Linked DNA regions of Mus musculus: regions 1 and 3 are each linked to region 2. The links are chromatin contacts, called in public HiChIP or PLAC-seq and promoter capture Hi-C maps. All regions are on one chromosome and are shown on one strand. The core of a region is the stretch at or near the end of the contact, and the rest is flanking DNA. Distances in the headings are between cores, read along the strand shown.

Evidence for each region. Promoter capture Hi-C pulls out the DNA fragments that hold promoters and counts their contacts. HiChIP or PLAC-seq counts read pairs in DNA pulled down with a chosen protein or histone mark.
Region 1: a contact with region 2 is called in a FOXA1 HiChIP or PLAC-seq map of pancreatic cancer cells. The contact joins the promoter of Lmcd1 here to the promoter of Mtmr14 in region 2. A contact is called at or near these places in 1 of 39 promoter capture datasets (liver) and 1 of 115 datasets of contacts at active chromatin or transcription factors (pancreatic cancer cells).
Region 3: a promoter capture Hi-C map of 3T3-L1-derived adipocytes shows a contact between it and region 2, with 2.3 times the contacts expected there. The contact joins the promoter of Oxtr here to the promoter of Mtmr14 in region 2. A contact is called at or near these places in 2 of 39 promoter capture datasets (3T3-L1-derived adipocytes and liver).

What each region holds. Positions count from the first base shown.
Region 1 is chr6:112,271,867-112,275,305 of GRCm38.p6, reverse strand. It overlaps Lmcd1 (LIM and cysteine-rich domains 1), which reads right to left and starts at 1,548. Exons shown (of 6, transcript NM_144799.2): 1 at 1,334-1,548. The coding sequence starts at 1,375.
Region 2 is chr6:113,236,128-113,239,885 of GRCm38.p6, reverse strand. It overlaps Mtmr14 (myotubularin related protein 14), which reads right to left and starts at 2,043. Exons shown (of 19, transcript NM_026849.2): 1 at 1,765-2,043. The coding sequence starts at 1,920.
Region 3 is chr6:112,488,283-112,491,958 of GRCm38.p6, reverse strand. It overlaps Oxtr (oxytocin receptor), which reads left to right and starts at 2,134. Exons shown (of 2, transcript NM_001081147.2): 1 at 2,134-3,080. The coding sequence starts at 2,162.

The sequences.
Region 1 (3,439 bases), core at 299-2,798, 960 kb after region 2:
CTTTATAGACTTCATCTCACATTCTAGGATGTCAACCGGCTTATAGCAACACACTTGCAAATCATTGACCTCAAACACATGGGGAAAGAGAGCAGGAAAAGTGAAGTCCATATATAATTAGAGACTAGCAGGTATCCCCCACACTCAGGTCTCAGTGCTCTGTGAATTCTGGATGAGAGATGACACTTGATTCTGCAAATAGTCTGGTGAATGCATCAGGGAGATGCCCAGACTAAGTCTGATTGGATGCCATGTGCAGAAGGAATCACTAGGCTCAGGAGTGGGAGGGCAGGAGGTCTGGGGCTTCCCCTCTCCCACCTCCATTCTCCCTGAGCTCTACGGTCTCTTTTTCTCTCCTTTGCTTTTCTACCTCCCACCAAATGTCAGCAAAGGAGAACTTTGCCCTGCAAGATTGAATACTCTGAGAGAATAGCTTAATAATTACTGCTTGGGCATGTTAGCCTACATTATCAAGATTGCTGTTAAAAGTACTGGCTGTCTCTCCTCCTTACATTCTAGATAGGGAAAGAGCGGCTAAGGATTTGAGTTTATCGCTGTTGTACAGCTAAAATGTGCCAGACCAAGGGCCAGGGTTTGAACATCTCTGTCCCCTGCAAGCCACCTCTCTTTCACCCATGCCTCTTATTTCCCCATCTGGGAAGCCATTGCTGCTTTCCTGTCCCCTACGTCTTCTCATAGCCCAGTCTTCTGCTTTCAGTGTACCTCAGGTAAGCAGGCAGCCAGTTTAGAGCTGTAGGCACAGCTGCTGGCCCCGCCTGCAGCAATTTACCCGTGACCTTCTGGGCTCTGGGCCAGCCCTTCTTGAAAGGGAAACGTGCAGACTCTGGGGACAGAAATTAGTTCCCCTGAGCTAGAATGGCTGCTATTGCCAACTGCACCAAAAGAAACTATTCTGTGTGCTGGGGAAACCACACAACTCTGGGAGGCTAGCGAAGGGGGAGGGGCTGCATCACAGTCCCCCAACCTTCACTAAAGGCACATCAGGGGGTTGGAGGGTACAGGCAAGGGAAAGCCAAGACGTTTCCCATGACCACAAATAAGCGTCTATTCCCTCCCTCTAAATTTTAACTTTAGTTCACCTTTAATCAGCATCAATAAAGAACTACGGCACAGTGCAAATACTTTCTTAACAATGGCTTTAAGGGCAATTTGGAGAGGGGTCAACCTGTCACCTCAAATAAGTATTGTCACCTATTCTGTTTTCTGTGCTTTCTGTGGATTTGATGCAACCATTAAAGTGTCCCTAGGTACTCAGTGCGTCTGAGAGCAGTGGGATCTGAAGGATACAGGAATACAGAGGGGTCTCGCTCACCTTTTGCACTCCAGGGTTGAGGTCCTTAGCCACTTTTGCCATCCTGGCGGTGCAGAAACAGCACCTGGCTTCTCAGGCAGGGGCCAGAGGGAGCGCGCAGCCTGGACAGCGCTGCTGAATGGCCAAGTTCAGGTTCCTTTGCCTGTGTGCAGCCGGCGGCTCTGTGCTCAGAGCCGCGCCGCTGCCCGCTTTAATTGGAGAGCGGGACTCCCTCTAAAAAGTGACCAGCCAATGCGCGTGGACACCCACTCCAGGCCAGCCAATCAGAGCAAAAAGCTGCATCCCTCCCTTAGGGTGGCCTCTGCAGGGAGGCTGAGAACTTGGCTAAACTCTACCCTGACGTCAGCTTAGCCGGCTGCCCTGCCACCTCGGGCTCACAGCTGTCCCCTAGGCGGCAGGAATCCCTCCCCACGCCCTTCTCCTTTAAAGGGCAAGGAGCAGAGGGAGGGGCAGAGGAGACCCAGGCAGATCCATTCAGGTCAAAAGAGAGAGCAAATAGGAGAGCCAAGGTATTTTTAGAGAGCTGGGTCCAAAAATAAATGCTGAGCAGTGCTCTCTGCCCACCTCTTCCCCCTTGTCCCAGGGGGGTGCGCGGGGGCAGGTGGTCTCCAGAAGCCTCAACTGACCCTAACCTGGCTAAGGTCTCTAGTAACCAGAGAGAAAAGACTCTAGTACATTATCATTTGTTAAAAACAATAGCCACAAAAATTTTTTTAAAAATTTAAAATATCTTTTTTAAAAATAACTTTTAAACTTCTCAGAGGAAGAAAACAATATTCTTTCTCTCTCTCTCTCTCTCTCTCTCTCTCTCTCTCTCTGTGTGTGTGTGTGTGTGTGTGTGTGTGAGAGAGAGAGAGAGAGAGAGAGAGAGAGAGAGAGAGAGAGAGAGTGCATGTGTGTGGAGGTCAGAGAATAACTTGTGGACATCAATTCTCTCCTTCCACCAAGTGGGCTCCCAGCATCAAACTCTGGTCATCAGGCTTGGCAGCAGCAAATATCCATACCCAGGGAGCCGTTCCCATATTATAGCTTCAAAATTATTTTTATGGTTCCAACTGAGAAAACGAGGAGAGATAGTCAGGTGATCAAAGGTGTGCTCTTCGATAGGACTTGTTTAGTCTAAAACGGTGAGATCGGAACTGGCCCCAGGGGTTGGAGCACGAGACTGTAAAGGATAGACTGTGAAAATTAGTAATTAAGTCTTGCAAGTCTGGATGAGCAAAATCTATCTGTTTCTCACCCTTGGAATGAAGTATCCATGAAACATCTAACAATGGTTTCTGTAAGTTGGCCAGGCTGTTTGCTCCGGAGCTCACGTTGCTCTCGGAGACTGCTTTCCCGACTTCGACTCCCCTGCCACAAGAGAATACAGAACAGGTACCTTTTTATCCAGAACAATCCTGCTTCACCTGTCATGAGGTGAGGAGGCCTTTCTACAACCCACATGGGCAAAATCTCCTGCCAGAAACTGGGATTCCAGTGGGTGAAAGTGAAAGATTGCCTGCAGGAGATCCAATATAGATCTTAAAGTATATCCTTCAGTCTTCTAATCAGAGACTTCCTATTGCTGAGTATTTAACCTGTCGTGCTCTTCCGGAGTCGCAAATCATCGCCAGTCCCTTCTGCCCCAAACCATGATTCCCTTTCCAGACTCCTGGAGAAGGTTTTCCATTGGTGACCTTCCTATATTTCTTTCTCATAGGTGTCTGCTACAATTAGTTTGGCTAACTTTGACTTTTGTTTTTGTACCTTTGACTACAACCATCAAGCATATAAGGGAAGCTCAGAGCACATTAGTTGGATAGATGAATGGTTGGATGGATGGACGAATAAAGACCTGGAGATCTAGTTCTGAGTGTGTGTGTGTGTGTGTGTGTGTGTGTGTGTGTATGAAGAGGCCAGAGGACATCATTGGCCATCGTAAGTCCCAGCCACCATTGATAAGGTCTCTCACTGACCTGGACCCTGTCTGGTAGATTAGGCTAGCTGGCTAGTGAGCTCCAAGAGATCCACCTGTCTTTGTCTCCCCAGTGCTGGGATTATGAGCATGCCATAATCTCATGCCTCACCAGGTTTGGTTTACATAGGTTTGGGGGACTGAGTCTA
Region 2 (3,758 bases), core at 794-3,293:
CAGCTGGGCACGATGGTGCACATCTACAATCTTATTACATGGGATGTTGAGGCAGGAGGATGCCGAGTTCAGTGTGTGCGTGCATGTGTGTGTGTATATTTATATATGAATTACTATATATCTCAAGACCATGTCTCAACAACACCTACAAAAATAAAGAAGCTCTAGTCAGCAAAATCAGTAAAAGCTGCAGACAGTTGTCTCTTTACATACCATCTGCTTATAAAACTAAAGGCAAGGCTCCCTTCTAAAATTAATCCTTTTGTTCACAGTTCAGTGAAAAGCCCACTGGAAGAAAAGCTTACCGCCTGTAACACATCAAGAACTTTGCAAGAGATCATGAAGCCTGGAGCAGTATTAAGACCAGTTGTGGTGAGAGTAAGGTTTAACTTGTAAAACTCTAATCTTCACAGACATTCAGAGGGCAGTGAGATCCATCAAAATCACACACCTCCTATAACCACTCAAAAGATTGCCCTCGAAGTCAGCTGTGGTGGCTCACACGTGTATGTAGTCCTTGGGAGGCTAAGGCAGGAGGATTATTAGTTACAAGCCATCCTGGGATAATGACTGTGAAACCAAGCCAGGGCCACAGACAAAAAACCACGCCTCAACACACACCAAGGCTGGTGATGTAGCTCAGCTGGTAGAATGCCGGTCTGGCATGCATAAAAACCTGTGTTCAATCTCCAGCACCACAGAAACCAAGCATGAGGGTAAACACCTGTAACCCCATCACCTAGGAAGTGGAGACAGAAGGACAGGAGTGCATGACTGGCCTTGGTTGGGATAACGCATTTAAGGCTTTTCTGAACATACAGTACAAATTCTAGGGTCTGCCTCCCCAGACATTGTGCTTTAAGAGAATCTAAGACCAGAAATCTTTGTGTTTAACAAGAGCTCCAAATGATGCCAATTATAATCTGAAAGGTACTTAATTGTCTGGTCCGATAATACCACATTAGTGATCTTTCTTAGGTTGTTACTTCAGAGATTAATAGAAGATGTCTCAGCCCCTAGGTAACCTCTGGGGCCAAACCAGTTTTATGGCCCAGCACAGAGACCAACGCCAATGTGTAATGCCACACTGGGAAAGAGAAAGGGCCGGGTCTATCAGTGCTGAGGTCAGTATGCCTCGACCAGATCAGCAGCTCTCTTTTCAGGCCTGGTGACTAGGGCAGAGGGAAATTCCCGGGGTGGGGGGACAACGGACAGAGACTTCTGATAAAAGGAACAGAAAGGGAATGTGGGTTCTCTTCTTGCTCTACAGGAAAGGAAAGGGAAGGGCCTAAGTCATGCTGGTACCTTATAAGGAGGTGACACACTCCGCTGTTCTCTGGGCTCCATAATGTCACACTACTCCAGACTTCTACTCTGATCTCTGGTCCAGAGGAGTCTCTTCCCCATTTTTACTTAGATTTTAGGGGTTTTGTTTTTTGTTTTGAATCTGTTGGTAACCCCTCCTAGGCTCACGAAGGGTAGCGTTCCTATTGTCTAACCTTTGCACCTGGCCCACAACTCCGACCCTTGACCTCCAAACCCCTGTTAAAGCAACCCCCCACCCCAAAACCCACAAGGAGCTTCGGTCCTCCTCTTTGGTGTAAAGCCGGATCCTTACTCTCTGAGTCCATATCCTGGATAAGTTCCTCTCCCGTGCCTCCCCAAGGAGGTCTCATTCCAGCTCTCCTCCCATCCCGAACCACAGTCTTCCCTCGGTAACTCAGGCCAGGGACCAGTTCAGGTCGTTGCACCTTTGGGGCTCACCTTAGAGCCGCTCTTCCCGCCGCTGTCCTTGGCACGGTACTGAGTCCGGGAGAACTCCTCCAGCAGCTCCCAGAGCCCGGGCTCCTGAGGCGGCGGGCTGCCCGACGAGGCGGTGGAACCCGCCGAGGCGGCGGCGGCGGCCCGAGCACCCGCCATGCACAGCCTCGAGTCCCCTCAGGGCGCCTTCCCCCAGCCCATGGCACCTGAAGCTCGGACTCCGGCTCTAAAACCTCCTGAACCGACTCAGCCGCCGCCTTCTTCTTCCACTTCCGGCCCCGCCCCACCTCTCCGGATGTTTACTCCCGCCGCAGCCAATCAGAGCCCGGGGTTCGTGCCCGGCCCACAGGTCCCCGGCCCACCCCTGACGCGGAGGGATCCAAGTGGCCTCACGGCGGGGGCCGCGCTCCGCCCAAGGGGTTTCCCCGGGGGAAGCCGGGCTAAACCACCGCGGCTGCGGGGAGGGGAAAGGCGGGAACCATTGGCAACAAGAGAGGAAGGAACCGCCGGAGGCCTGAGTTAGTGCTGGCAGCAAGAAGACGAGAGCTGCAAGAATCAAAACAGCATTTCAAACAGCACTTCTCCACTGCTCTTATGGACGTCCCTGCCAATATAGCGTGGACCATCATCCTATTTATTTAAAAAGATTTTCTAGCTGGTGTCAGTAGGCAAACGCCAGAGGATGAAGCGTGAGAATCAGGCATTTGAGACTAGCCCAGACCACACCTTAATTTTTTAAAAATGTTTAAAAAAGTGTAGATAATAATGTTCCTTCATTTTCCTATCAGCTGCTTTCATCATAAATCAACACGTGCCAATCTCCTGCTCAGTTCTTCCCTGTCTAGGGAGTTGTTTGTGTATTGGGCTGGTGTTTGTTGTTTGATGTAGGTAATTATTTGTGGTATAGCCAAGGCTGGCCTTGAACTCCTGACTCACCTGCCTCCACTTTCTGGGTGCTGAGAATCTCAAATATCAGTCCCAAATTCCTAGAATTGTTAGTCTCAGAAGATGTGTGTACTATCTACCCCCAAGTATTGATGTTTAGAGAGAAGGTGTTAAGGCCTCCTTCAGTATTGTATATCTGAGGGAGAATTGCTCATTTGGCCATCAGTCAGACAGTTGATTAAGCTATAACTTATGTCGAAAGAAAACTCTCAAAATGAAATTGATGCTGTGAAAACATAGTAAGTTAACATAGTGCCTAAAAGTACTCATTTTCTTAGATTTGTAAAGAAATCTAAGGAAAACACAAACCACAACCCCTGCTGACTGTCAGTCACTCTTCATGCTCAACTAGGTCCTGTCCTGAATTCTAATACTGGAAATTAGTTTTCCCTTTTGGCGATGGTCAAATAGAATCAAAATATGCATTTTTTAAAAAAATTATTATTTAGTCTCGTCTTCTAAACTGTGATGATTATTCTTGCTTCCCAACTTGGGGAAAGGACTCTTCAGTTGAGTAATTGCCTCCACCTGGTTGGCCTCTGAGCATGTCTGTGGGGCCTTTTCTTGATTGCTAATTGATGCAGAGGGAGGTATCCACTTTGGAGAGGTGGTCCTGGGTTGTAGAATAAAGCAGGCTGAGAGAGTTACAGGGATCAAGCTGGTAATCAGTGTTTATTTCTCCATGGCCTCTGCTTCACTTTCTGCCTCCAGGTTCTTGCTTGAGTTCCTGTCCTGCCTGATGGTCCTCAATGATGATGTCACTGATGTGACAGTGTGAGCTCAATAAACCTCTTCTTGGCTTGCTTTTGTTTTTATCATAGCAACAAAAGTAGAACAAACATAATGTCTCTAAGATTTTTCTAGTCAATCGCAATGGCTTACACCTGTGAGTGAAGCCTTCCGAAAGCTGAGGCAAAAAGACAAAGGAGCCATCAAGACCAGCTGTGGTACTACAGTGTGCGACTCTCAAAAAAATCTGTTGCTATGAGTTATTTTGTAGATATTTTTGGTAAATACACACACACTGTCTCACCAGCCCTACTAGTGATATC
Region 3 (3,676 bases), core at 885-3,384, 750 kb after region 2:
CACTGGTCTAGGATCACTTAAGTCTCTCCACATAATTAGAAGAGGGAGAAATAACATGTCAGGATAAAACATGCATCTAATCACGTTAGAGAGCCCTGTTCATTCCCCAGCCTTGGCCCTTTCTGTTCCTTTTGGTCCTCGGTCATTGTAAATCAGTTCAAAAAGTGATTTCAAAATAGGAAAGGACCACGCGGTGGAGAGGCAGCCCTTCACATTTAATCTTGCTCTGGCGCCAGCTAGGATTTTAATTTTGAAGCATGGTAAGAAGGCAGAGGTGGCCTTTGGCCCACTGAGAAGCAGAATAACCTTATACGCAGACAGACGGACTGGGGGTGGGGCGGGGATACAGGGTGTGTGTGTGTGTGTGTGTTTGTGTGTGTGTGTGTGTGTGTGTGTGAGAGAGAGAGAGAGAGAGAGAGAGAGAGAGAGGGAGAGAGAGACAGAGAGACAGAGAGAGTCAGAGAGACAGAGAGAGAGAGATTTCCATCATAAAGAGCCTAAAATAAAGATTTCTCTCAAGGCTGGTGGGAGGGGCAGACATCTCCCATTTCTTCTTAAAGCGAATGTGAGCAAAGCGAGTCCAAAGACAGAACTTAAGCTGAGCTCTCTTTAAAAAGATGTAAAGGAAAAAAAAAAACCGAAAAGGCGAAGAAATGCGTCTTTATTACAATTTACTCAGGGAAAAACAAATGTCACTTTCCAAGGTTCCTATATCTCTGAGAACGTCAAGAGCTAAACCGAGAGAGGAAGGAGCTAGGTGGGTTGTTTGGGAATTTTAAGCTACTATGAAATAAATCTGAGCGACTACCGGGTTAGCTGACCCGGATCACTGGGATCGCCGCGGCCGGTTTGCTCTGCCCCCTAGCGGACATATGTGGTGCCGCAGCTCAGGGTTCCCGTTGTGGAAAAGCTTCAGACAGCGCCGCGCGCTGACTCGGTCAGCTCACAGCCTGGCTGGCGCTCTCCCCTTGCCTTCCTAAGGCATCCAGCCACCAGCAAAGCCGCAGGCTAGGTAGGAGTTTGCAAAGACGCCGAGATCTCTACCCCTGGTGGCACGGAGGGTGGCGCCAGCAGCTTTCCCAATCTGGGCGGAGAATCCATGCATCTCTGAGGCCATCCACTGTGGTGCAACTTCCCCGGTGGCAAGGCAACTTTGGGCTAACCTGCAGTCTCGCTTCAAGTGGCTGGGTCCTGCGCACTGTGGCGACAGGATGCCTAGGACCTACCTGTAGGACCCTCAGGTTCGGAGGGAAGGATCTGGCGCGTTTCACGTCTCTGGTTCCGGGAGGTGCTCAGGGTGTACCGAGAGAGACTGAAAAGTGACAGCTTGGACGAAGGTGCAAAGCCCCTGACTGTCGGGGCTCCTGGGCTGGGGATTCTGTGAAAGGCGTCCTCTGGGGTCTTTGGCATAGCAGCCTTGCGTTGCGCGGGGGTGGGGGTGGGGGTGGGGGTGGGTGGGAGGTAAGGAGGGGGCACTATGCTCGCAGGCGGGAGTCCCTCCGGAAGCAAGCGGCGTTGGGAAGTTGTGGGAGCTGGGGCTGAGTCTTGGAAGCAGGAGGTGAAGAAGGATGGGCTTTTGGGGGGACCCCAGGAAGATGTACCCGTAGTAAAGCTTTTTACTACGGGGGCTGGCTTCGGGGATCCCTTAGGGCGTGGCTGTGCTGTGTCCTGACAGGAGAGGTGTAGGTTTGGGGGTTCTCTGTGGGGAGAGGCTGCTGGGGGTGTGTGTCCTTGTTCTTGGGCAGAGTGGTTAATCGCAAGCTTCCTCTCTGCAGGCAGAGCGGCTGACTCTTTCCTGGGACCTAAGCGCAGGGGCATCTGCAGAAGCTCAAAGGAGGTACCTCAAACTAGGATTCCTACGGTCACCACCGAGAAGTCACCACCACTGCGCAGCTCCAAGGCTGGGCTGGTGCACTGAGACTCAGGTAACTTCAAATTCCCAGGGAGGGGACACACACGCCCCACTCGCGGGTCCTAAGTGAAGCGCAACGGTCTTGTCACGGTTCTCCTGGTTTGTTTCAGGGAGAGGACAGGCAGGTCAGTGCCAGAGTGCTCCCATAGACACCTGGACTGAGCGCCGGGCCCCGCCCCACGTGCCACACTTTAAAGAGCCTCAAGGCCGGGTGCTCCCTCAGGGTCGCGGTCGCGGTCGCGGTTGGTCATGGAGGGCACGCCCGCAGCCAACTGGAGTATCGAGTTGGACCTCGGGAGTGGAGTGCCACCAGGGGCGGAGGGTAACCTCACGGCCGGGCCGCCACGACGCAACGAGGCCCTGGCGCGCGTGGAGGTGGCGGTCCTGTGTCTCATACTGTTCCTGGCTCTGAGTGGCAACGCGTGCGTGCTGCTGGCGCTGCGTACGACGCGCCACAAGCACTCGCGCCTCTTCTTTTTCATGAAGCACCTGAGCATCGCCGACCTGGTGGTGGCCGTGTTCCAGGTTCTCCCGCAGCTGCTGTGGGACATCACCTTCCGCTTCTACGGGCCCGACCTGCTGTGTCGTCTGGTCAAATACTTGCAGGTGGTGGGCATGTTCGCCTCCACCTACCTGCTGTTGCTGATGTCGCTCGACCGCTGCCTGGCCATCTGCCAGCCGCTGCGCTCACTGCGCCGCCGAACCGACCGCCTGGCGGTGCTGGCGACGTGGCTCGGCTGCCTGGTGGCCAGCGTGCCGCAGGTGCACATTTTCTCGCTGCGCGAAGTGGCGGACGGCGTCTTCGATTGCTGGGCGGTCTTCATCCAGCCCTGGGGACCCAAGGCCTACGTCACGTGGATCACGCTCGCCGTCTACATTGTACCGGTCATCGTGCTGGCCGCCTGCTATGGTCTCATCAGCTTCAAGATCTGGCAGAATCTGCGACTCAAGACGGCAGCCGCGGCGGCAGCTGCCGAGGGGAGTGACGCAGCCGGTGGAGCTGGCCGTGCGGCGTTGGCACGGGTCAGTAGTGTCAAGCTTATCTCCAAGGCCAAAATCCGCACAGTGAAGATGACCTTCATCATTGTTCTGGCCTTCATCGTGTGCTGGACGCCTTTCTTCTTCGTGCAGATGTGGAGCGTCTGGGACGTCAATGCGCCCAAAGAAGGTAGTGAGGGTGGAGAGGAAGAGGGTGGCAGGGCCAGGCCCTACTTCCACTATCTCTGGACTCCCAGGGTTCTAGGGTCTTTCTGGTTCCACATCATCATCAGTCTCTGGTGGCACTCCACTCCCGAGGTCCATCAGTCTCTGGACTTTGAGGAGGTCACTTCTCTGTGTCTCCAGGACTACAGCATAGAAATACCCACGAGAGTGCAAACTCTTGCCAGAAGGCAGGCAAGAACTCCAGTGCAGGCCTGGGGCAACTTTCAGTGTGAAAATTCTTATTGAGGAGGGGGAAACTGAGGCAGGCGACTGTCTTTCCTACAGAGAGACAGAATGGAAGTGGGTTTTCATCCTGACCACAGGCTCAGGCTTTCTCTACTTTGAGTTTAATTTATGAGTTTAAGTCAGCCTGAGCACAGAAAGTCCGGATTGGATAGGGTCAACCTAAGAAAAGAACAGTTGGTCCCGTGAAAGCTGACTGGGTGTCCAGTGAAAGCTGAATAGGTCTTCTAAGGGACCGCTGGAGAGGTCAAGACAATTCCAGAGTGTCTCGTGTGGCAGAAGTAAAGGAGAGGTGAGTAGGTTAGAGGACAGAGATAG